Linked DNA regions of Sus scrofa: all the other regions are linked to region 6. Evidence: chromatin contacts called from public Hi-C and HiChIP or PLAC-seq data. All regions are on one chromosome and are shown on one strand. Each heading gives the region's core, a stretch centred on a gene start, on an enhancer-like site or on the middle of the called end of the contact. The rest is flanking DNA. Distances are from core to core; before and after follow the strand shown. Region 1 holds the start of LOC100522421 (aldehyde dehydrogenase family 3 member B2-like). Region 2 holds the start of NDUFV1 (NADH dehydrogenase [ubiquinone] flavoprotein 1, mitochondrial). Region 3 holds the start of ALDH3B1 (aldehyde dehydrogenase 3 family member B1). Region 4 holds the start of PPP6R3 (serine/threonine-protein phosphatase 6 regulatory subunit 3). Region 5 holds the start of NDUFS8 (NADH dehydrogenase [ubiquinone] iron-sulfur protein 8, mitochondrial). Region 6 holds the start of KMT5B (histone-lysine N-methyltransferase KMT5B).

Region 1 (3,319 bases), core at 322-2,821, 200 kb before region 6:
AAATAAGTTTGTGTCTGATTCAGCATCTCTAGGTGTTTCTAGGAGACTCGTTATGCTCTCTTGCCTGTTGTTGAAAAGTTAAAGGCCATTACACTCTTACAGGGTAGAGTCTTGGAATCATATAGTTTTTTTGGTTTTTGTCTTTTTGCTATTTCCTGGGCCGCTCCCACGGCATATGGAGGTTCCCAGGCTAGGGGTCCAATCGGAGCCGTAGCTGCCGACCTAGGCCAGAGCCACAGCAACATGGGATCCGAGCCGCGTCTGCAACCTACACCACAGCTCACGGCAACGCCAGATCGTTAACCCACTGAGCAAGGGCAGGGACCGAACCTGCAACCTCATGGTTCCTAGTCGGATTCGTTAACCACTGCGCCACCACGGGAACTCCCGGAATCATATAGTTTTTTAAAGATCTGGGGCAGATGGACAGAATCGCAGAAGCTGAGGCCCCGGCACAGACTCTGATCATCCACACTGGAGTCTAGGCTGCCACCAGTTATCGTATCCAGAGGAGACAGTGACAAGGGGAGATGCCATCAACATCAATGTCCTACTTTACAACCAACCCTGGAGCTGCCAAGGGGTGGGACATTCGCATGTGAGGCCTGTTCAGCTGCCCCCACAAAGAGCCGGCCTGCTGAGGCTTGCCGCCACAACAGTTGCCCTGTCCTGGGTGTGTCCCTTTACGTGTGTCTGGGTGTGTGTGTGTCGTGGGGGGTGGGGGCGTCTTGTCCATGTGCCAGGAGCAGCAAGGGCTCTTCTGCTGGGGAACTCACCCTGGTGCGAGGTGTGCGATCGGAAGCCGTGCTCCTCCCTCACTCCTGGGCCCTGTTTTCCTCTGCTTGTCACCAGAGTCTTTGTCCAGTATCGAGATGTTAGAAATGACTCTGACCCGGGACAAACTGTAGACCCATGCTTATCTGTCCACCTCCCATGCCTGGCACACCCAGGGGCTCCCCGCTCTTGCAGATGAAACCCAGACCAAGCAACTAGTTGCCCCACTCCAACTGGAATTTAGCTGGGATCGTGCCAAGAGGATGTTGCCACATCTGCCATTGGAGAATTTCCCCTTCTGTGCCAGATGCTGATGGAAAGCAAAAGGGAAGGACAGGGTGAAGGAGCTTCACCCAGCCCACTGGTCCCGCCCGGTGGCCAGCCTGGACCTGCTTGTCACTGAAAGTCTGTGTATGAATTTCTGGCCCCTGTCTGAACGTAGAGGCCACCTGGGATGGGAGGGGGCTGGCCCTCACTGTAGCTGTAGCCCTTGCTGACCCCAGGAGTGCAGGACCCCGGGTCTGTCAAAATCCACTTGATGACGAGTTTATGTTGGTTCATGGCAGACCCTGCAGGGAGGTGGGAAAGTCCCTTCCCAAGGGCCCCAGATCACAGGTTTAATCGCCTTCCCTAGGCTGGGTCCTGAAAGGATGCCACCAGTTCTCAGGACAAGGGGAGGGGAGCCCAAGGAAGGACCCATTGCGTGTACCTAATGTGAATAGCTGATGTTTGTGGAGTCCCCATCATGGCTCAGTGGTTAACGAATCTGACTAGCTTCCATGAGGATGCAGGTTCGATCCCTGACCTTGCTCAGTGGGTTCAGGATTCCGCCTTGCCCTGAGCTGTGAACTGTGGTGTAGGCCGGCAGGAACAGCTCCAATTAGACCCCCTATCCTGGGAATCTCCATATGCCGCGGGTGCAGCCCTTAAAAAAAAAAAAAGCTGATGTTCGTGAAGAGCTCACTCTGTGCCAGCCCAGACGTCCTCTGTTCATGACATTCTCGGCATCTCCGTAATTTCATGGTGTTCCCAGGCGAAAAGAAATATCTAACAGTTCTATTTGAGACTTATTGTATTTTATTTTTGTGAATTATTGTATTTTATTTCTGACAGTGCTCGTGGAATGCAGAAATTCTGGAGCCAGAACCCACCCTCCAGGCCCATGAGGGACTGGCGGCCGCTTCATCCCCTCCGCTGAGGTTCCTACAGGCTCCCCCGCCCCACCCGGCCCCACCCCGCCCAGGCGTTTCTCTCCTGAGTGGATGGGGTGGGACGGGCCAAAGCAGGCGGGGGTGGGGAGGGGCGGGGCCTCCAGGAGCGCCATTGGTGGTGGGCGGGGCCTAGGGGACCCTCCCTCCTCAACCGCAGTTCAAGGCAGCCACCACCGCAGTGCCCAATCGGGTGGGTCAGCCGTGCACACACCCCCGGAGCTCTCTGTCCCCTCTCCGCAGGAGCCATCCCAATGAGGACAATACAAAATTTCTTTATTGCAAACAGTCGCGCCGTAGGAATGTGCAAAGCTCGCGACACGCTCGGCCCAGGCCTGTAGCCCAGTTTGGCGGTACTGTGGGGGGTCCCTGTCCGGGGGCTGGAGCCGGGGAGAGGGTGATGGAGAGCCGCCCCAGGGGCGGAAAGGGGATTTCAGCCGTGCGGTCTCTTGAACCCCGGGCCTTGCCAAAAGGTCCCATGGCCTTACCCCGCCTTGCAGGGAGCTGCGGGGCGGATCCTGCACACGCCACGGGGCGCGCAGAGGGTCCTTGCAGAAGTTGGCGCAGAATCAGACCTTAGCCGCGTTAAACCGGGCCCCTCACTGCTCCTCCGGCCCATCGCCTCCCTGTGCCTGTTCGAAGGGGCAGGGCCGGCGGCAGAGGCCGGCTGGTTCGGGGCCGGATTTCGGCCCCACGGGAGGCACCTCCTCCTCCACGCCGTCCCCCCGACCGCCGCCGCCGCCACCGCGCTCGTCCTCCGCGTCGCTCTCGTCCGAGTTGTCCTCCTCCAGGTAGCGGTAGCCGCGCACCTTGTGCTGGGGCCGCGGGATGCGGGGCTGGCGCGGGACCACGCCCCGCCGCAGCTTCTGCTCCATCCACAGGTACGAGGCCGTGGCCACCACCAGCGTCACCAGCAGCACCGCCAGCTTCACCTAGGCGCACAAGGAGGGATCCAGGGGACCTTCCGGCCGCTGGCCTCACGCCCTCCCGACTCATCCCAGCTCCCGGATAGGCCCACTCCCTTCTGGAACTCGCACCCGCAGCTCCTCTGAGGGCCTTCCCCACTCCTGGGAGCCGCCTGCCACCCAGGCTTCCTGAGCACCCTCCTGCTGACAAGGCTCAAACCCCAGCTCTGTCCCTTAGGTCACCCTACCTCTCCGGGCCTCAGTTTCCCTAACTGTAATGATCATGCCTTTGTCTCACAGGGTAGATGGAAGATGTGACAGGTGGACACAGGGCTGGCGCTCCCTGACCGGGGCTTAGACTGCTCTGTCCCTTACACGTAGGGGTCATAAGTAGTGCTTCTTAGAGATTTTGACTAGAACACACAGAAATAA
Region 2 (3,042 bases), core at 424-2,923, 250 kb before region 6:
TCGGCTCTGCCTGTGCAATCTCTTTTCCTGCCCAGGAGAGGGGTCCTGGGCCCGGTGCTGCCCTACTATCTGCGAGACCTCAGACAAGGTGCCGTGCTCTCGCCACCTCTTTTGGAAACACCACTGATGTTGTTCTGTTCTGAGCGTTTGCTGCATGGGAGGCATTCTGGGAAGGAAGAAAGGCCTGGGTTTGATTCTCGCTCCACCACTCAACAGTTTCACGACCACAGACAAGAAATGAAACCTCTGTGGGCCCTGATTTTTTTTTTTTTTCATGTAGAAAATGGAGTTTGAGTTCCCTTTGTGGCTCAGTGGTTAACGAACCTGACTAGGATCCATGAGAATGCCAGTTCAATCCCTCACCTTGCTCAGAGGGTTAAGGATCTGGTATTGCTGTGAGCTGTGGTGTAGGTTGCAGACGCGGCTCGGATCCCGAGTTGCTGTGGCTGTGGCATAGGCCAGCAGCTGTAGCTGTGATTCGACCCCTAGCCTGGGAATTTCCACATGTTGCAGGTGTGGCCCTAAAAAGCAAAAAACAAAAAACAAAACAAACAAACAGAGAAAGAAAGAAAAGAAAATAGAAAATGGAGTTGATACTATCCACCAAGACTACTGTGGGGAATATATGAGAAAACAAAGTCACATTCCTTTGTAAGCAGCACATTTCTGGAGACCTACGGATAATTACAGGACAAGAGACTTGAGGATGTGGGGGGGAGACCGGAAAGGACATGCTAACCATAGGCCTCAGAGCCAAAGGGTTTCAGAGGACTGACAAAGAGTAAGTCAGGCTTCAAGGATTCAAGAGAAGGCAAAGAACTGTGGACCTTCTCAGGTCACAGGAGCATGGAGGATGGTGGTGGTGCAGGGGACAGAGACGCCCTAAAGCCCCCAAAGGAAGAAGCCTTGGTAGGATGGGGCATGATGTGGCCTGGGCCTGACCCTGCAGGGGATGGGCAAAGTCCTTAAATGCCAGGTTATGGCCTGGCTGAGAAGGCAGTGGGGGGCACGCCGGGATTTTGACCAGAAGCGCCAAGTGCCAAACTCTCCTGATGTGGACTGAAGGAACGGCTGGCAGAATTTAGCAGCATGAGAAAGAGGACGTGCCACCCACTGACCATCTCCACCCTCTGGGCCGCAACCCCAACCTACTTAGGACTCCAGCTAGACACACCTCCTCTGGAGAGACCTCCGCCAGCAGCCCCTGCCTGCCCTGGAGCGGCCCCGTTCCTTGTGGCTAAAGAGCAATCCTTCCCTGAGCCCAGGGGTGCTCGTCGTGGGTGAGGGGCAAAAATCACAGACGCGCATTCATGAGGGTCGGGCTGTAACCGATCAGATTTCTCCTCCTCCCCTCATACACCTGTGCATACCACGGAGCACACAAAATGCGGAACCTGTAGAAAGTAGAAAACACCAGAATCCAGCAGAAGGTGACATGCGTGGTTTGTTCACAGGGAGGCCGAAAGATCTGAGGGTCCCGGGCGAATGTGAAAAAGCAGAGCAGGAGAGGAAGAGATTAATCGCCAGCCCCGCGGAGGTAGAAAGGACAGCCTCGCCGACGTAGAAAAGTACACAGAACTGCATCTCCCAGCAGCCTCAGCGCCAGACAGGCCACTTCCGGCCTCTCCGCCCTCCTACGAGGAGGCGGGGCCAAGGGCGGGGGTGCGAGCGGCGCAGGGAAGCTTGGGCGCGCCGCCGGCGCCCTGGCGCGTGACGTTCTTCCTGTGCGCCGCCTAGCGTCTCGGTCGCGCCGGTTCCTCAGCCTCAGAGCTGTGAAGGTGACAGCGGGAGGTGACCAGGTTGGCTCCCGCGATGCTGGCGGCACGGCGATTGCTCGGCGGGTCGCTCCCCGCGCGAGTATCTGTGCGTTTCAGCGGCGACACGGTGAGGCCCAGCTTGGCTTGGGCCAGGAGTGCTCGCGGGCCGGGTCTCGCGGCCGCACCTGTGCGCGCGCCTTTCCTGGGGGCTGTTAGTGCTTTCTGGACAAACCCTCATCTTCCCAGCCGGGTGGAAGGATGCCGATCCTGCCTGGGTGTAGAAGGGGAACAGGGACAAACGGGAGGCTGATACACCCCCGCCCCCAGCCCTTGGCTTCCCTTATATAATAGGGGCGCGACCTAGCAGAACATTTTGCAGGCGGCATCGCGTCCTTGGGCCATTCCTTCCTCGCCACAACCTTGTAGGGCGTGAAGGTGCCATTGCCCCATTTTACAGATGCAGAAAAGATCGGCATCTTTGGAGAGGGACTTGCGCCTCTTCATTCCTTCTTCAGCGCTCTGCTCCTTATATTGTTTTTTAAGGCGATGGGTGTTGGGAAGCCTGGTCCCCTTAGCCTTCAGCTGGGTCATATGGAATTCCAGACCTCATCTCTCCACAGTTTTATCCCGAGCAGACCTCCCTCTGTCATTTTGTGTCCCAGCCCCAGTGAGGCATTTCTTTTCCTTCAGAAAACACATTTTGTTTCCAGCAAAGTTGAGTGATGTAAGACTTTGGCCTAACCAAGTTTTGGTCCAGTGGCACGGCCAGACCAGTAAATGGACATGACATCACATTGGGACCAGGGAGGTAGTGCGGTGCTGTGGTTTAGGGGTGGGCTTTGGCCATGTCCAGACCTGAGCTTAGATTCCTCTGCTGCTTTGGGGTGTGGGCCCTTCCATAATTCCATTTTGCTCTGAGCCTCAGTTTCCTCTTCTATAAAATGGGAATCATTCCCATCTCAGAGTTATGAAGATACAATGGGCTTTGGATATAAGTTGCTTAGCCTTGTGCCTGCTCACGGGAAGTGGTGGTGGTAGCTACAATGCTGCGAAGGGTTCTAAGGCTTAGGTCCCCACCCTCCTCCCAGCCCAGCCCTATAATCAGGGACACCCAAGAATCTGTACCTTCTGACCTGGCGCCTGTGACCTCAGAGCTCTGCTGAGCCTGCTGACCCTCTGTGTCCCCAGACAGCGCCCAAGAAAACCTCATTTGGCTCGCTGAAGGATGAAGACCGGATCTTCACCAACCTGTATGGCCGCCATGACTGGAGGTAGGATGGTGCCC
Region 3 (3,440 bases), core at 117-2,616, 180 kb before region 6:
GGCCTGTCCTCACACCTGTAACCTAATCGCCTGCCTGTCTGACACCAGCACCTGCCCAGGGATCATCCCCCTTTTGTGCTCTGACAGGTGTGCCCAGGCTGGGGCCGGGAAGGCAGAGGATCAGACACACAGAAACCTCCATGGCGACACTTATCACAACAGCTGACCTAGAAGACAGAGGGCGGAGCTCGTCCCCAGGAGGTGGGAGGGGACATCTGGGGATGCACACAGCCCCCACCCTGAGTGACAGCCTTCCCATGCGGGTCCCAGCCTGCTGCTCATGCCCTGTGTGATCAAGTGCTGTTCTCTCTCCGGACCTCTGTTTGCTCGCTGTAAGACGTCAGGTTGCAGGGGTGACAGGCACTACGACTCGTGCTAGATGAGGCAGTGCTGATGGACACAGCCACGCAGAGGGCAGGGGACGAAGCCTGTGGCGGCCTGGCCCTAAGATCATACCTCTGGACTCCAGCTGCCTTTATTTTTCTTGGGTTTGTTTTTTAAAAAGTTTTATGGTCACACCCGCAGCACATGAAAGTTCCGAGCCAGGGATTCAATCCGAGCCACAGCTGCAACCTATGCTACAGCTCCAGCAAATGCCAGGTCTTTAACCCACTGCGCTGGGCTGGATATTGAACCTGCACTTCCGTAGTGACCCAAGGCGCTGCAGTTGGATTCTTTTTTTTTTTTTTTTTTTTTTCTTTTAGGGCCACACCTGCAGCTTATGGAAGTTCCCAGGCTAGGGGTCGAAATCGAGCTGCAGCTGCCGCCTATACACGATAGCCTCAGCAACGCGGATCCTTAACCCACTGAGCGAGGCCAGGGATCAAACTTGCATCCTCGTGGATACTAGCAGGGCTCTTAACCTGCTGAGCCACAACAGGAACTCTCAGTCAGGTTCTTAAGCCACTGCACCACAGAGGGAACTCCTCCAGCCATCTTTGCATCTGACCTCTTCTTTTTGTAGATGGGAAGCCGAGGCTCGGAGGACTGGGCGTTTTGGGAGCAGGGCTTTCCCTGCTACTGCAGGCCACTGCTCCCAGCCCACATCATAAAACCCAGGCCACGTCCCCAGCCACATCATAATACCCAGGCCACTGCCCTGGGCTCTCCTCCACCTCTGGCTGGGCCTGGGACCCTTCCCATGAGCCTGGGGTGGACCCCTCAGCTCTGCATTCCCTGAAGACCTGGTGCTGGCCCTCTCTGGGCCCTGACTCCTTCTCTGTGGTCCAGGAAAGAGGCCCCTAAGAGAAGTGGTGGTGAAATCTCAGCCCGTAGGCTCCAGCCAGCCCAGAGTCAAAGTCAGGCACGAGGCCAGGGCAGCCCCGCCCAGGGGTTGGCCCAGCCACAGACATTTCATAGCGGAAGGGCAGCTGGGCAGAGCAGGGCCAAGCAGGAGGAAGGGCAGCCTGGCAGGTACTCAGGTACGGTGTTCTGCGGAGGCTGGGGAGGTAGCAAGGAGCAGTCAGGGACCTGTTGGCTCGGGGACTCTGGGCTGCTGTCAGTCCTGGCCGGCCTGGCCACTCACAGCTGTGTACAGAGACCAGCTTTGTCTTCTCGGAGATTCTCTGCCCCCGGAGAGAAAGGGGAAAGAGGGAGGACTTCCCTTTGCCCCAGCAGAGGAAGGAGGCGCAGGGGAGAGGCCCCGGAGTCCCTTCGGCCTGCCAGCACCCTTGTTTTGTCTGAGCTGGGCTGCCCTCCCTCCTCTCCCTCTGGTTAAGCACATCCTGTAAGGGAGCCGGGGGCCCCAGCTCTGGCCTCCGCTGCCCTGGGGGCTCAATCATCCGTTTGGTGACGCTTATCTCCTGGACACTCGCCCCGCGTGCCCGCTGTGCGGGTGGGGTTAAGCAGCAAGGGATTCCGAGAGATCCCGTTCCTGGGAATGGACTCTGCCAGGGTCCGGGAGGGAGGGAGGGACTAGCCGGCCGCCCGCCTTGCGGAGGGCCTGATGGATACCAGAGGAGCTCCGGTGGAGCCTCTCTGCGGTAGGGCCGGGGCTGGCTCACCTCGGGACCTCACCTCCAGCTCCCCACAGTGGAAGGGAGGGCGCTGCTGCCCAGAGTTCGGGAGACCTTGTGAAAATCCAGGTTAAGGCTACAGGGAGGGAGATCAATTAGAGGCCCTTGGGTATTGGCACCTGTGACCTCCCCTTCTGATGGCCTGGTGGCGGCGGTGGGGGGGCGGGGTCCCCTGGACCCTCAGACCACCGCATTCTCATCTGTCGCTTTGGCCAGCTCTGCATCCCTGTCCCCACCTGGGTCTCAGGTTGAGGTCCTTGCCTCCTGGTGTCCACCCCGGGTCAAGACCTCCTGGTGTTCCCACCCCAGGCCCTCCTCCCTGGGGCCCCCTGGGCTCAGCTGTCCTGTCTGAATACCCATCACTCAGAGCCGTTCACCAAGCCCTGCCACCGTGTCTTCTCCCCATGGCACCGCGCGATAGACACCATCCCCACGGCCCCACCGGGAAAAGTGAGCCACAGAGAGGCCAGGCAACCTGCCCAAGGCCTCTTGGCTAATAAACAGAGTTGCTAGGATTCGGCGCCAGGTCCTGCGACCCCTGACACTTGAGACAGGGAGTGTGCGCTTGGCAGGCCTGTGGTATAAGTGGGGAGACCGAGGCTGAGACACCGAGAGAGCAGGCAGGGCGGGGGCTGGGAGAAGAGCCGGGGCCAGTGCCTTTAGGTAGCTCATCAGTGGGACTGGCCAGGGCGCAGGGGTGGGGCTCGGGCCCCGATACCCAATGATGTTTGGAGCCGGTTCATCTGAGTGCCCACCCTGTCTGTCACCTCCTCAATGCCACACGACCTGGACCTCAGCTTCCTTCAGGGGGAACCATCAGAATGCCATGCTGCACCTACCTTGGGCACCCACGCTGGCACAGTGCCTGGCACAGTCAGCGCTCGGTCATTATTATTATAATAAGAGAATCCCCGACTCATGGCCTTGAGGGAAGGTGGCTGGTCCTCGGGGCCCAGGGGAAACAGACCTGTCCCTTGTCATATCAAGTGACTTAGCAACTCCCAGTGAGGTGGCTCAGGGCCCCCAGGCCACCAGATGCAGGAACCCCCTCGCTTGTGTGTCCTTGCGAGGTCCCAGGCCCAGGGTCCCCCCAGGTCCCAGGCAGATGTGGCCTCAGCTCCTCCCTCTGCTTCCCTGGGTTGGATCCAACTCCCTGCCCCCCAGCAGGCACCCCTGGGGGCCTCAGTCCAGAGTGACCAAACCACAGGGGGACGTGTTGTATGAGTTGGCCTCAGTGTTGCCGGGAGAGGCTGCTGGAATGTTCCAACCAGACCTCCACCCCCGCAGAGCTCCCCACCCCGTGCTTACCCAGAGAGGCACCGTTCAAGTTACGTGCCTTGCATTTTTGTGGGCTCTGCAGAGGCGCTTAGGAAAGGGCAGAGGGCCCTGGCAGGAGGGGAGGGCGGGCGTGGCTCGCGCTCAGAT
Region 4 (3,332 bases), core at 575-3,074, 190 kb after region 6:
TCAGAGAACCTGAGTCGGTGGGGTGGAGGGAGCCTCCGGCCTGGGCAAGTGGGGTGCAGAGAACTGCGTCTGGAAGGCAGCCCAGTGGCCAAAACTGCTGGTGTGGCCATCCGCTACCCCCAGTGGCCAAGCTCTGTCACATGTCTCAGGCCTGGGAGGTCCTCTGGGGAAGCCCCACAGGGAGCCTGTCTCCCCTCCCTATTTTTAGTCTTTTTAGGGCCTCACCTACAGCATGTGGAAGTTTCCAGACAAGGGGCTGCCAGTGTATGCCACAGCCACAGCCACACCAGATCCTTAACCCACTGAGTGAGGCCAGGAATAGAACCAGTGTCATGCATCCTAGTCGGATTCTTAGGCCCCTGAGCTACAACAGGAACTCCCTGCCTCCCCTCCTTGGGCCTGAGAGGCCATCTCTGCCCAAGCCAGTGTCACGGGAGAGACCTGCTGGCAGGCAGACCTCCCTGCCCCGAGCCCTCATTCTGACTCTCCCCTGAGCACCGGTGCTGGTGATTTCCCCCTAGGCAGGGTGGCACTGGTCTCAAGGCCCGGAGACCCGGTCACTTCGGACACTTCCTCTCCCGCCCCGTGTCTCTCTCAGAACAACCCAACCTGTTCCAAGGCCCCACCTTGGGGTCTCAGGTCTCCGGGAGTTAGCGCAGAGCTCTGCTCTCGCTGTCCTGAGGGTCGGATTGCCTCCGGCTCAGGAAGACCCCACCACTCTGTGACTGGAGGAGTCTGACGTCAGAGCCGGGACCCTCTGCTCCCCACGCACCCCCGCAGGCTGGGCATAGACTAAGTGCACACTAGGGCTGCCCACGAGCACTAGTGCCCCTAGCACTCTCTCCCCCGCAGCGGGCCCCGCAAGCCTCCCCCCACCGCATGCAGTTGATTTACACGTGACCATACACGGCGTTTTGCCGGCTTTTAGGAAGGAGGCCGCATCTCCAAGCGTCGGCTCTCTCTGGGGTGGCTCTCTTTAGGAGCAGGGGGCGGGGGGAGATGGCTGAGTGGGCTGTCTCGGGGAGGGCGGGGAGTGGCAGGGCGCCAGAGGAGAATTTTGGGAGAAGCTCGCGTGTCAATCCTTCCGCAAGGCAAAACGAGGACTCCTATCTTCCCGCAATCTGGTCCCTCGCGGAGGCTGGGGAGTCGGCGTAAGCTGTATGGGACTCCCCACCTTCACTCTGATAGACTCCCAGTGCGGGCACCCAGGGAAAGGAGCGTGACTTTGACCAGGAAAGTCCCACACCCCCCTTCTAAAAGTCTACAGTGGAGAATGCGGGCATCGATCCCGCTACCTCTCACATGCTAAGCGAGCGCTCTACCACTTGAGCTAATTCCCCAACCCTGGCTAATTTCCGCCGCCGAAACACATTGTGGCTCACGTCATCACCGGTTTCCTTCAGGCCCTCGGGCCCGCCTGCCCGCCCTCCGGTCTTGGTACCCCATTGGTTCCCTTGCAGTTCCCATCTCTATGGCCATGATTGGTTTGGCTCATTTTAGTTTTAAAAAGCATTGGCTATCGGATTGGTGGTCCGAAGCGTCGGTCAAGCGGAGGCCCTGCTGTTGCTACGGCGTAGGGGGACCCAGCCAGGTTTCTCTCGGTTTCTGATTTGTTTCTCCAGACTCCCGGGTCCTAGAGGTTCCGGAACCGTCAAGTCCATGGGAAAAGGATGAGCCCCTCTCGCTTGACTGACGAGGTCTGCCAGCCAATCGGCGTGCGTGCAACGGGGCCGCAGGGTGATCCAATAGGTTACAGGGGGCGGGAGAGGGAGGCCAATGAGCGCGGGACTGGGGGCGGGGCCAGGGCCATGATTGGCCGTGAGGCGGCCGGAGGGAGGGCGGGGGGAACTCAAGGCCTGCTTGATACGTCCGCCATTTTGGGCGCTTCGCTGATGGTGTCGGTGAGCGCGTTTCCCGCCTGAGCGCAACTAGCGGCGAGTCGCGGGCACCTCCAGGTAATGAGGGGGAGGGGGCGGCGGAGCGGGCCGTCGCGCGGGGTGCGCGGCGCGCGGGCGGCGGGGCGGCCCCTCCGCCCGGCCTCGGCGGCGCGGGGAGGGAGCGTCCCGGCCCCCTCCCCTCCCCCCCGGAATTCGCCGCTCCGCGGCCGGGGAGGCGCGGCGCCCCGGCTCCGGGGCCGTCCCCGCCCGCGCCTGTCAGCCGCCCGGCTCGCCCGCTGCGGGCCGCGGGGGCCGCGCCGGGCCGGGCGCCGAGGCGGGACGAGGGCCCGGCGGCGAACTTTGCGCCCGCGCGGACGTCCGCGGCCTGGCGCGGCGGCGACCGGGCGCGCCCCTAGCCCGGCGGGGCCCGCTCCGCCCCGGCCGGCGGCCCCGAGCGCCGCCCGCCGGCCCCGGAGAACTTCGCTGGGCGCGGGCCCCGGAGCGTGTCAAGTTAAGGCGGCCGCTCGCCGGAGCCTCGCGAAGGCCATTGTTGGACTCCGCTCTCCGGGAAACAAGTTCTGTGGGTTTCTGCTCCTTCGCCGCAGAGTCATCGGAATACGCAGAGCCGGGCCCGGAGTATTTAAATCTCCTTCCGAGCGATTTTTTTTCCACTCCGGTGCTGCGACTCCAGCGTAGACCTGGTCGCGAAGGTCTCCCTGGCGAATATGAGCTTGCGGGGGGCTGGGGGGTGGTCCTTCTTTCGGCAGCAAGAACCTCCCTCTTAAAGAAGCTCTCTCGCCGTTAACTTGGAGGGGTTTCCTCCTCCGTCCCGCCTGCTCTCGGCACAACTTGGACCCTTGGTTGTGCGTAGACCGAGCGAGTCCTTGGAGGTCCCTGTGTGTCCTGACGTCTCAGCCTCAGAGCTTCGTGCAGTGCTCTCGATTCTTACTTTCTCCGTGGGTCGGGTCGAGCTTTGTTTATATTTTGCTTTTATGGGAGGGGCACTTTCGTCCTCGCCGCACTTGTTAACGAGGCTCTTGTCGTATTTTGTGAACGGGAGGCTTACTTGGGTTTTGTCCTCAAGGTCAAGTTGCAGGTAGGCAGCCAGTGGGAAAGCGAGTCCAGGTTTCCAGCCGCTGGAGTCTCCTAAGTGGTGCTGGTGCCTGCGCTCTCTTTGCTCTCGAGTTAGACTGCCTGGTTTCACATCTTGGCTTCATCACTTTCTTCACTGCTGCTTCTGTAACTGTGTCTGCCTCCTGAGTTTGCCAGGAGTAAATGAGTTAATACGTGTAAAGCAGCTACAAATGGTGCCTGGCACGAAGAATCAGCTTAGAAATTAATGGCTATTATTAGGTTTGATGTTTTAAATATTTATATACCATTAGGAAGGTAAATGAGTGTTTTCAGTCCTGGCTTTGGGCGAGTGTCTTTAGAAAGGTCTGTGTATTTAGAGTC
Region 5 (3,345 bases), core at 343-2,842, 160 kb before region 6:
GCCACCTGGGGCTGGAGGAGATATGACTGGGGTCCTCGGCACAGGAGGAAAAGGCCGGGGCCAGTGCTTGCCCTCCTCTCTCCTGGGGTTTCTCTCTTTGAGAAGATGTCCCCCAGCTAGGATGGGTCACGGTGCAGGAGTGTGGGAACCAGTGCAGTAACCTGGCTGCCTCCTCCCACCCTGGCCACCTGTGTCCCCGGAGAGGAGGGTAGATGTGGGCACCTCTTGGCCACCACCCTTTCTGTGGCGGGTGCAAAACGGGCCCTGGCATCTGGCCCATGTCACGCTGTGGACGGGCTGTGACCGGGGTCATCCCTGCCCTCTCTGAGCCTGTCTCCCTGTCTGTGTACAGAGGAGGTAGCGAACAGCACCTCCAGACAGCACTGTGAGGATTAAATCTCGGAGCTGAATCGCTGACTCCAAGCTTCAGGTGTCCTGTCTCCTCACTTGGGTGGGTGAGGCTGCCCCCGTCGTCTCTCCCCCCACCTGTCCCTCCAGTTCAAGCTGATGAGACACCTGCAGCAGGACTCCCCTTCAGCTTGCGCCTCTTGGGAGCTCTGGATGTGCTCCCGTCCCCCAAGTGGCTGGCCCTGGGTGCCTTCCCCACAGCATATCCCAGCCTGGACTCACACGCTGCCCTGCCTGCCAATCCTCCTGGGCCCCAAGGCCCTGGCGTGGTCCCCCTCCACTCAGCCACCAGAGCCAAACTCCTGGGCCTCCTGCTGGATACTCCCTTCTCACCTCCCAGATCCCATCTTTGAACAATTCCAGATGATTCTATAATGCTGCCGAACTTCCCTGAGCCATACAGCAATCACTGTGCCCAGACCCAGCCCTTCTCCTCCGCAGTACCCACGTGGCCCTCAGCCTGACCCCCTTCAGAGGCGTGCTCTGGCCCACAAGTCTGGACCCTTAACAGTCCCTGGGAGGCCCCATGCGTGCCACCCTCTCCTTGTCCTCTTCAAATGCCCTCGAGGTGTCCTCCTTTTCGGGCAGACCTCTGCACTGACGCTGGGCATATCCTCTGGTCCTTCTTGTTCTGCCCAACTCCTCTTTACTGTCTGCTGGGACGGCACCTCCTCCAGGAAGTCCTCCCTGACCACTTTCCACTCCCTCCGACCCAGATGACCTAGGGGATCTTCTCGGCCTCCGGGGTCCCTCTGCCGCACAAGTCACTGGGAGGAAACACCGCTTTGGTGGCCGTTGAGGGACGGGGCTCCCGAGTCGTTTAGATCCAAGACCGTTGTGGCGGCCACACGCAGCAGCTCTAAGGCTTGGACCAAGTAATTACGCATGCCCGTGCCTCAGTTTCCCCATCTGTAAAGCGAGAACGATCGTTCCTTCACACAGGGCTCCGTGAGGATTAAATGAAACCGCTCGGGTGAAGTTTTAGCCCGGAGCAGGCACGGCTCCCGCGCGTAATCAAGCGCCGAGATTCTCGTCCCCGCTATCACATACCGCCCGCGGAGGCCGGGGGGGCGGAGGGGGGCGGGTACCTCTGGCCAGGATGCCCAGTCAGAACTGGAGCAGCTTCCCTAAACCACGCCTCGGATGTCCCGCCTCCAAGGAACCGGGAGTCCCGGTTCATCAGCCTCTTGAATCCAGCTCGGCGGCGCTCTACCGCACTTCGAGCGCCTGCTCTTCCCTAGCCAATCGGATTAAAGGTCGTCTTTGATCCCGCCTCTTTTGGCCGCATCAGCCAATCAGACCACACTATGAAGAGTCAGCGCGGAAAAGGCAAAGCCAGCCGGCCCAATGGAAGCGTCCCAGGAATGTAGGCTCCGCCTCTCGGTGGACCGGCCTCCTCCGCACGGGAAGGAGCGGCAGCGCTTCAAGGTGGGTGTTCGGGGCTCAATTGTTAAGGCCAGGTCTGGGCAGCGCGGCGTCGGGGGCGAGTGTGGAGCCCCTGCTGGCCCCGCTGGCTCCGCGCCCAGGCTCATCTCGGCCCGCCCAGGACCCGCAGCCTCCGTGCCCTTGAGCGTGCAGCGGGCGGATCGAGAGGCCCATACCCTCAGGGCGCAGGCGCCGCCCGCATCCGTGGGGTCAGAGGTCGTGAGGAAGGTCGGGGAAGGAGCTGGGTTGGGCTCCTGTCACTGAATTCGGCGGTCAAAGAAATGGGCCCTGTAGAGGTCACAGGTCACGGGAGGGGCACTTTTGAGCTCAGGCTAAGTGCCAGGCCCGGGGCTAAACCCTTGGCATCGTCGAGCTCCCGTTTCACAGACGAGAAAACCCAAGGTCACTGCAGGCTGGGAGACAGTTCCAGAAGGGCCTGGATGCTGGGGAAAGGAGTTGATCTGGAGGGTTATTTGAGCCTTTAAAGGGTTCCAGCAGGGGAGGCCTGGAGGTGTGAAGGGAGGGGTCTGGTCTGGGTTCACATCCTGGTCTCACCTCCTTAGGTGTGACTGTGGGCAGGTCACTTCACACGAGTGAGCGCAGCTTCTCATCTGTGCCTCCCTCTGGGGTGGGTGGGAGTCCTCCTGAGGACAAAGTGACAGTGCACGTGACCCCTAGCAATGTGCTTGGCACAGGGAGCTCTCAGTAAAGGCTGTTGGCAGTGTTATCTGCGTCCATCTGGAGGCTGGGAGGGGCTACACCTGGGAACGGGAAGGCTGCCTGTGCCTCTGATCAGAATGGGGTTGAGTAGGGGACAAGATGACGTGGTCGTGCTGGGTCAAGGGTCAGGGCTCCTGCAGTGCTGGAGTGCGGGGGTCTGGGGGGCCCTGTATGGGACCCACCTACACCTCCCTCCCTTTCACCCCCACAGATGCGCTGCCTGAGCACGCCCATGCTGCTGCGGGCCCTGGCCCAGGCCCAGGCTGCACATGCAGGTAGGACTCGGGGGCCTTTCTGGGGTTGGGGTTGGGTGCGGTACCACCTCTCAGGATGAGGTCGCAGCTGCACAGCGGAACCCCTCTCCTTGCAGGACATCCCAGCGCCCGGACCCTCCACAGCAGCGCGGTCGCAGCCACCTACAGTGAGTAGTCCTGGCAGGGCTCCCCCTCTCCCAGCCTTAGTTGCCACTCCGTAAAAGGAGGGTGGTGATCGAGATTGAATGTGGTCCATGGGAGCCGAGTCCGTCATTGCAGGGCGTTGGGGGGGCAGCCCTTCCCAGTGGCTACACAGTATTATTTCAGAGCTGCCCTGCCCTGTGCGGTTTGAGTCGGGAGCTGCCAGGTGTGAGCCTTGGGAGCCTGTGTTTGTTCATCGGGACCCCAGTACCCAAACCGCCTCCTGCCCCCATCACCTCCTGGCTTAGATGGCCACACAGGTGCAGGGAGAAGCCAGGGAGGACTGCCCAGGGCCAGAGGCCGGCAGGGGAGGGTTTGGTGAAAGAGCAGACCCCTG
Region 6 (3,517 bases), core at 628-3,127:
GATGGAAGCTGCTACACATTCGGCCAGAAAATGTGTGTGTGTCTCAAGCAAGCAAGTAACTCTTCAAGCAAGTTTCCCAAGGCGGACAAACTAGCTGCGATTATTTCCGGCAAAAAGGATTTCCTCCTGCCTTTTCAAAGTATGTAGACTCTTCCTACTCCTCATCAACAGTCACAGGCGGACATGTATGTTCTCAACGTCAAAGACCAAAAGAAAAAAGGTGCAGCTGGCAACCGCCTCCTCCGCTGGCCTCCAAAGCCACCTGTGCCTACACACGTCACATCCAAACAGACGGCATCTAGAGAGGTCCCGGTGCAAAGAATCACAGCGGCCACCCACCGATTCTTCCCTCTCCGGATGCGACGGGGCGAGCTCGGCAGCACTGGCCGCGGAGGACGCGCGGTCGCCGCCTGAGCGCGCTGAGTCAAGTTCTCCCACTCGACGGACGGGAGGCGAGCGCTCCAAAGCGGGTACCCGAGCCCGAGAAGGGACGGAGCGGGCTGCTCTGCGTCCGCCGCGCTTCTACAGCACGCCGGCAAGCCGCGTCGAGCTGTCATCCTGAACACAGCTTCCCCGCGTCTCAGAGGTGGGGCGACGCGGACACATCACCCTCGGAGAAGCGCAAGGAAGACAGGCGCCCCGGGAGGACCAGCGCCTCGGCTCGGGACGCGGCGCCGGCGGGGCGAGGGCGCCGGGAGACAAGCCCCGGCCAGAGGCCCCAGCCGCGCTCGAGGGCGGCCCGGCGCGGGCGGAGCAGCGGCCCGGGAGGCGAGCCGAAGGGAGGCTCGAGTCCAAACAAAAACAGCCCGAAGCGGAGCGCGGCAGAGGGAGCAGATTGGGCGAGACGGTTCACGGCTGCCCATTGGAGAAGAGGGAAAACAGAGTCCCCCAATCGCGAGCGGCGGGGCTGCTCCCCTCGTGCGGCCGCGGGCCGGCCCGGCGCTGCCCGGCGGCCGCTACCGCTCCCTTCCGGCGGCGGCGCCCACTGCAGGGCCCGCGCCCCGCGCCCGCCGCCGCCGCCGCCGCCGCCGCCGCCGCCGCCGCCGCGCCCCTCCCCCGGTCGCCGCCCCCACCCCCCGCGGCCCCGGCCCCGGCCCCCGCCCGGCGCCCCCGCGCCCGCCGGCCCGCCCCCAGCCCGCCGGCCGCCGCCCGCGCCCGCCGCCCCGGCGCCCCCCGCACGCCCGCCCCCCGCTCACCGCCGGGCGCTGCCCGCTCCTCCTCGGGGCGCGTCGAGGCCCCGCCGCCCGGCCGCTGCACTGGGGGGCCCGCGCTCCCCAGCGCCACTCCCCCGTCCCCCCAGAAAATTAATCACCAAAAATAATTCCAGAGAAAAATGGAGAGTAAAATCCAAGATGGCGGCGCATGCCGCAGCACCGCCCGCTCCATCCGCTGTCGGGAAATGAGTCCCCGCGGCGGCCGGAGCCCCCCGCCCCCACCGCGCCGCGCCCCCGCGCCCCCGCGCCCCGGGCCTCACCTCGCCTCTCGCGCGGCCTCGGGGTTCCAAAGGCAGCCGCTGGCCTGGTGGCTCCGCGTCCCGGGTCCTGGCGCCGCGCGTGCCGCCTCCGGTGCCCGGGCGCCCTCACCTCATAGCTCCGGAGCCTCGCCGCCCGCGCCGCAGACGCGTCGCCGCCCCCGGTGAGCCGCTCGGACGCCGCCCGGGAACGGTGGAAGGACACGAAAAGAAGTGCCCTCGGCCGGGCGGAGGGACACCACTCCGGGCTCGCGCCGCTGCGGCCGCCTCTGTTGCTTTTACGGGACGGGGGGTGGGGGGAGGCGGAGAAACCCGAGAAAGAAATGAGTTCCCCGCCGGGTGCTCCCGCGGCGGAGGGACAAAAAGCGAATTTCGAGCGGACGAGGCGACTCCCTGCTTCGCTCGCTCGCGGCGGAGGGATCCGTGTCGAGTAGTCGCAGGAGATCCCTCCGCCCCTCAGCTGCCCTTTAAATCGCGGCTGGAGGCGGCGTCGTCGCGCGCCCCTCAGGCGCCCCTCAAGCCTGAGGCCTGTTGTGCTCCGGTCCCGGCGAGGCTGCCCTCCACCTTGGTTCCCGGGCGCAGCTGCACCCACCGGCTACAACTCCCGAGCTGGGACGGGAGCAGCCCGGGAGCGGGGTGGGGGTGGGGGGACGGACGGGCTCCTCGCCCAGGGCGCCTCCGGGTTGCGCCGGGGGGAGGCGGCCCCACGGAGGCGAGCCTCTTTGTTGTGGGAATGGGTGTCATTGGAAGCTGACCCACCCTTCGAGGCCTGTGGGCAGCCTGAGCGCTCCACCGCCTAGTGTGCGGGGAGGAGGGAGGGAGCGTGCCTTCATCAGGCCACTGGCTTCCTAGCGTCGGCCGCCCCTTGCCTGAGCGCCTACTGTGTGCCGGCTTCCCGGGAAACAGGTCTTCCCGCCTCCCTGGTTGGGCAGTGCCCGCCCCGAGCATGCGGCCCCTCCGGAAAGCTTGGGCGGGTCGGGGTGTTGCGGGGAGAGGCTCACTCGCGCCAGGTGTGCGGGGAGCGTGCGAAGCCCCGCCCTTGGGGCCCGCAGGTGGCGATGATGACTGAGAAATAACAATCGCGAGAGGACCGGGAGTACCAGCCTTTACTGCCTGCCGGGTGCCCCGTCTCTCGTCCTCCCTACAACGACCCCCAGCAGGAGCGGACCGTCTTTTCCTGGTTCATACGTAGGGAAACTGAGGCACCGACAGGGCAGGTGACCTCTGAGCCGATCGGGGCGTGGGCCAGCGCCCTCATCCAGCACTCCGGGGAGAGGTGCAGGCGTCGAGGTTGCCGCCGGCGGGCGGATGCACGGAGGCGGCGCCCGAAGGGTCTCCCCCGACGCGGAGGGGCGCTCGGAGGAGGGCGCGGTTGGGCGACGTGAGCCCAACAAGTGCAAAGGCCCTGGAGCGGGGGTGGGGGGGCGGGGTTGCTAAAGACGCCGCCGCTTCCGGAACTTAGGGAAGCCCAGCGCGGCTCCTGCAGAGAGGAGGCGGGCAGGGCCGGCGGGTCCACCTATTCCCGGAGGAGCCCCACGTCTCCTTTGGCTTCCTCTGCATCCCCCAGGGCCTGGCCCCGAGTAGGCCGACCGGAAAGGACGGTTCCGCGGGGCGTGTGGGTGACCGCACGGACTGTGGGCCGAGGAACCTCATTATTCCTCCCCCTTGACCTTGGGTGGCAGACAGGACGCTCATTAGCCCCTTCCGCAGGTGGCCCACTGAGGCGCAGGGATTTGCTGAGGGCAGGTATCTAACAGGTGGAGGCGGGGCTAGACCTTTAACACCGGAGCTCCTCCCACTGGCCTCGCCTTCCCGCCGGGGAAGCCCACCCGGTGGGGTCCGGACCAGGGAAGCCTCCCCAGGCTTCGGTTGAAGCACAGCCAAGCACGTTGCCCTGCCCTTGCTGCCTTTTCACTCCAAAAGCCTCAGGGCCATCGGTGACCTCAGACGTTGTCATGCCACCTTCTTTGCAAGCCCGGCAGGAATGATTTGCTTTGGTTTCATTAGCTTCTGATTGATCGCTAAAGTTTTTTTCCAAGATTTTCA

The links. A called contact is a pair of places that touch in the nucleus more often than the background predicts. HiChIP or PLAC-seq counts read pairs in DNA pulled down with a chosen protein or histone mark.
Region 1: a contact with region 6 is called in an H3K27ac HiChIP or PLAC-seq map of alveolar macrophages. The contact joins the promoter of LOC100522421 here to the promoter of KMT5B in region 6. A contact is called at or near these places in 1 of 5 promoter capture datasets (fetal liver), 1 of 47 Hi-C or Micro-C datasets (embryonic fibroblasts) and 1 of 2 datasets of contacts at active chromatin or transcription factors (alveolar macrophages).
Region 2: an H3K27ac HiChIP or PLAC-seq map of alveolar macrophages shows a contact between it and region 6. The contact joins the promoter of NDUFV1 here to the promoter of KMT5B in region 6. A contact is called at or near these places in 2 of 5 promoter capture datasets (fetal skeletal muscle and liver), 5 of 47 Hi-C or Micro-C datasets (heart right ventricle, liver, omental adipose tissue and 2 more) and 2 of 2 datasets of contacts at active chromatin or transcription factors (alveolar macrophages and skeletal muscle).
Region 3: a Hi-C map of embryonic fibroblasts shows a contact between it and region 6, with 3 times the contacts expected there. The contact joins the promoter of ALDH3B1 here to the promoter of KMT5B in region 6. A contact is called at or near these places in 2 of 5 promoter capture datasets (fetal liver and liver), 1 of 47 Hi-C or Micro-C datasets (embryonic fibroblasts) and 1 of 2 datasets of contacts at active chromatin or transcription factors (alveolar macrophages).
Region 4: a contact with region 6 is called in an H3K27ac HiChIP or PLAC-seq map of alveolar macrophages. The contact joins the promoter of PPP6R3 here to the promoter of KMT5B in region 6. A contact is called at or near these places in 2 of 5 promoter capture datasets (fetal liver and fetal skeletal muscle), 3 of 47 Hi-C or Micro-C datasets (epiblast stem cells, heart right ventricle and skeletal muscle) and 1 of 2 datasets of contacts at active chromatin or transcription factors (alveolar macrophages).
Region 5: a contact with region 6 is called in an H3K27ac HiChIP or PLAC-seq map of alveolar macrophages. The contact joins the promoter of NDUFS8 here to the promoter of KMT5B in region 6. A contact is called at or near these places in 4 of 5 promoter capture datasets (fetal liver, fetal skeletal muscle, liver and 1 more), 4 of 47 Hi-C or Micro-C datasets (embryonic fibroblasts, heart right ventricle, liver and 1 more) and 2 of 2 datasets of contacts at active chromatin or transcription factors (alveolar macrophages and skeletal muscle).

Annotation. Positions count from the first base shown.
Region 1 is chr2:4,908,375-4,911,693 of Sscrofa11.1, reverse strand. LOC100522421 (aldehyde dehydrogenase family 3 member B2-like) reads right to left here and starts at 1,571. Exons shown (of 12, transcript XM_021082736.1): 1 at 777-1,571. It overlaps UNC93B1 (protein unc-93 homolog B1), which reads right to left. Exons shown (of 11, transcript XM_003122436.6): 11 at 1,861-2,914. The coding sequence ends at 2,582. LOC102164445 (a long non-coding RNA gene) reads left to right here and starts at 2,684. Exons shown (of 4, transcript XR_002341424.1): 1 at 2,684-2,773; 2 at 2,864-3,319.
Region 2 is chr2:4,962,842-4,965,883 of Sscrofa11.1, reverse strand. It overlaps NDUFV1 (NADH dehydrogenase [ubiquinone] flavoprotein 1, mitochondrial), which reads left to right and starts at 1,673. Exons shown (of 10, transcript XM_003122438.5): 1 at 1,673-1,884; 2 at 2,946-3,028. The coding sequence starts at 1,813. It overlaps LOC110259233 (a long non-coding RNA gene), which reads right to left and starts at 1,620. Exons shown (of 2, transcript XR_002341426.1): 1 at 1,395-1,620.
Region 3 is chr2:4,885,471-4,888,910 of Sscrofa11.1, reverse strand. It overlaps ALDH3B1 (aldehyde dehydrogenase 3 family member B1), which reads left to right and starts at 1,366. Exons shown (of 9, transcript NM_001315593.1): 1 at 1,366-1,421.
Region 4 is chr2:4,521,913-4,525,244 of Sscrofa11.1, reverse strand. PPP6R3 (serine/threonine-protein phosphatase 6 regulatory subunit 3) reads left to right here and starts at 1,824. Exons shown (of 26, transcript XM_021082696.1): 1 at 1,824-1,955. TRNAA-AGC (a tRNA gene) reads right to left here and starts at 1,340; the gene lies at 1,268-1,340.
Region 5 is chr2:4,865,639-4,868,983 of Sscrofa11.1, reverse strand. It overlaps NDUFS8 (NADH dehydrogenase [ubiquinone] iron-sulfur protein 8, mitochondrial), which reads left to right and starts at 1,592. Exons shown (of 7, transcript XM_003122434.3): 1 at 1,592-1,836; 2 at 2,765-2,828; 3 at 2,924-2,974. The coding sequence starts at 1,756. It also overlaps a transcript of ALDH3B1 not described here.
Region 6 is chr2:4,708,896-4,712,412 of Sscrofa11.1, reverse strand. KMT5B (histone-lysine N-methyltransferase KMT5B) reads right to left here and starts at 1,877. Exons shown (of 11, transcript XM_021082731.1): 1 at 1,475-1,877. LOC102162815 (a long non-coding RNA gene) reads left to right here and starts at 2,093. Exons shown (of 4, transcript XR_301556.3): 1 at 2,093-3,517.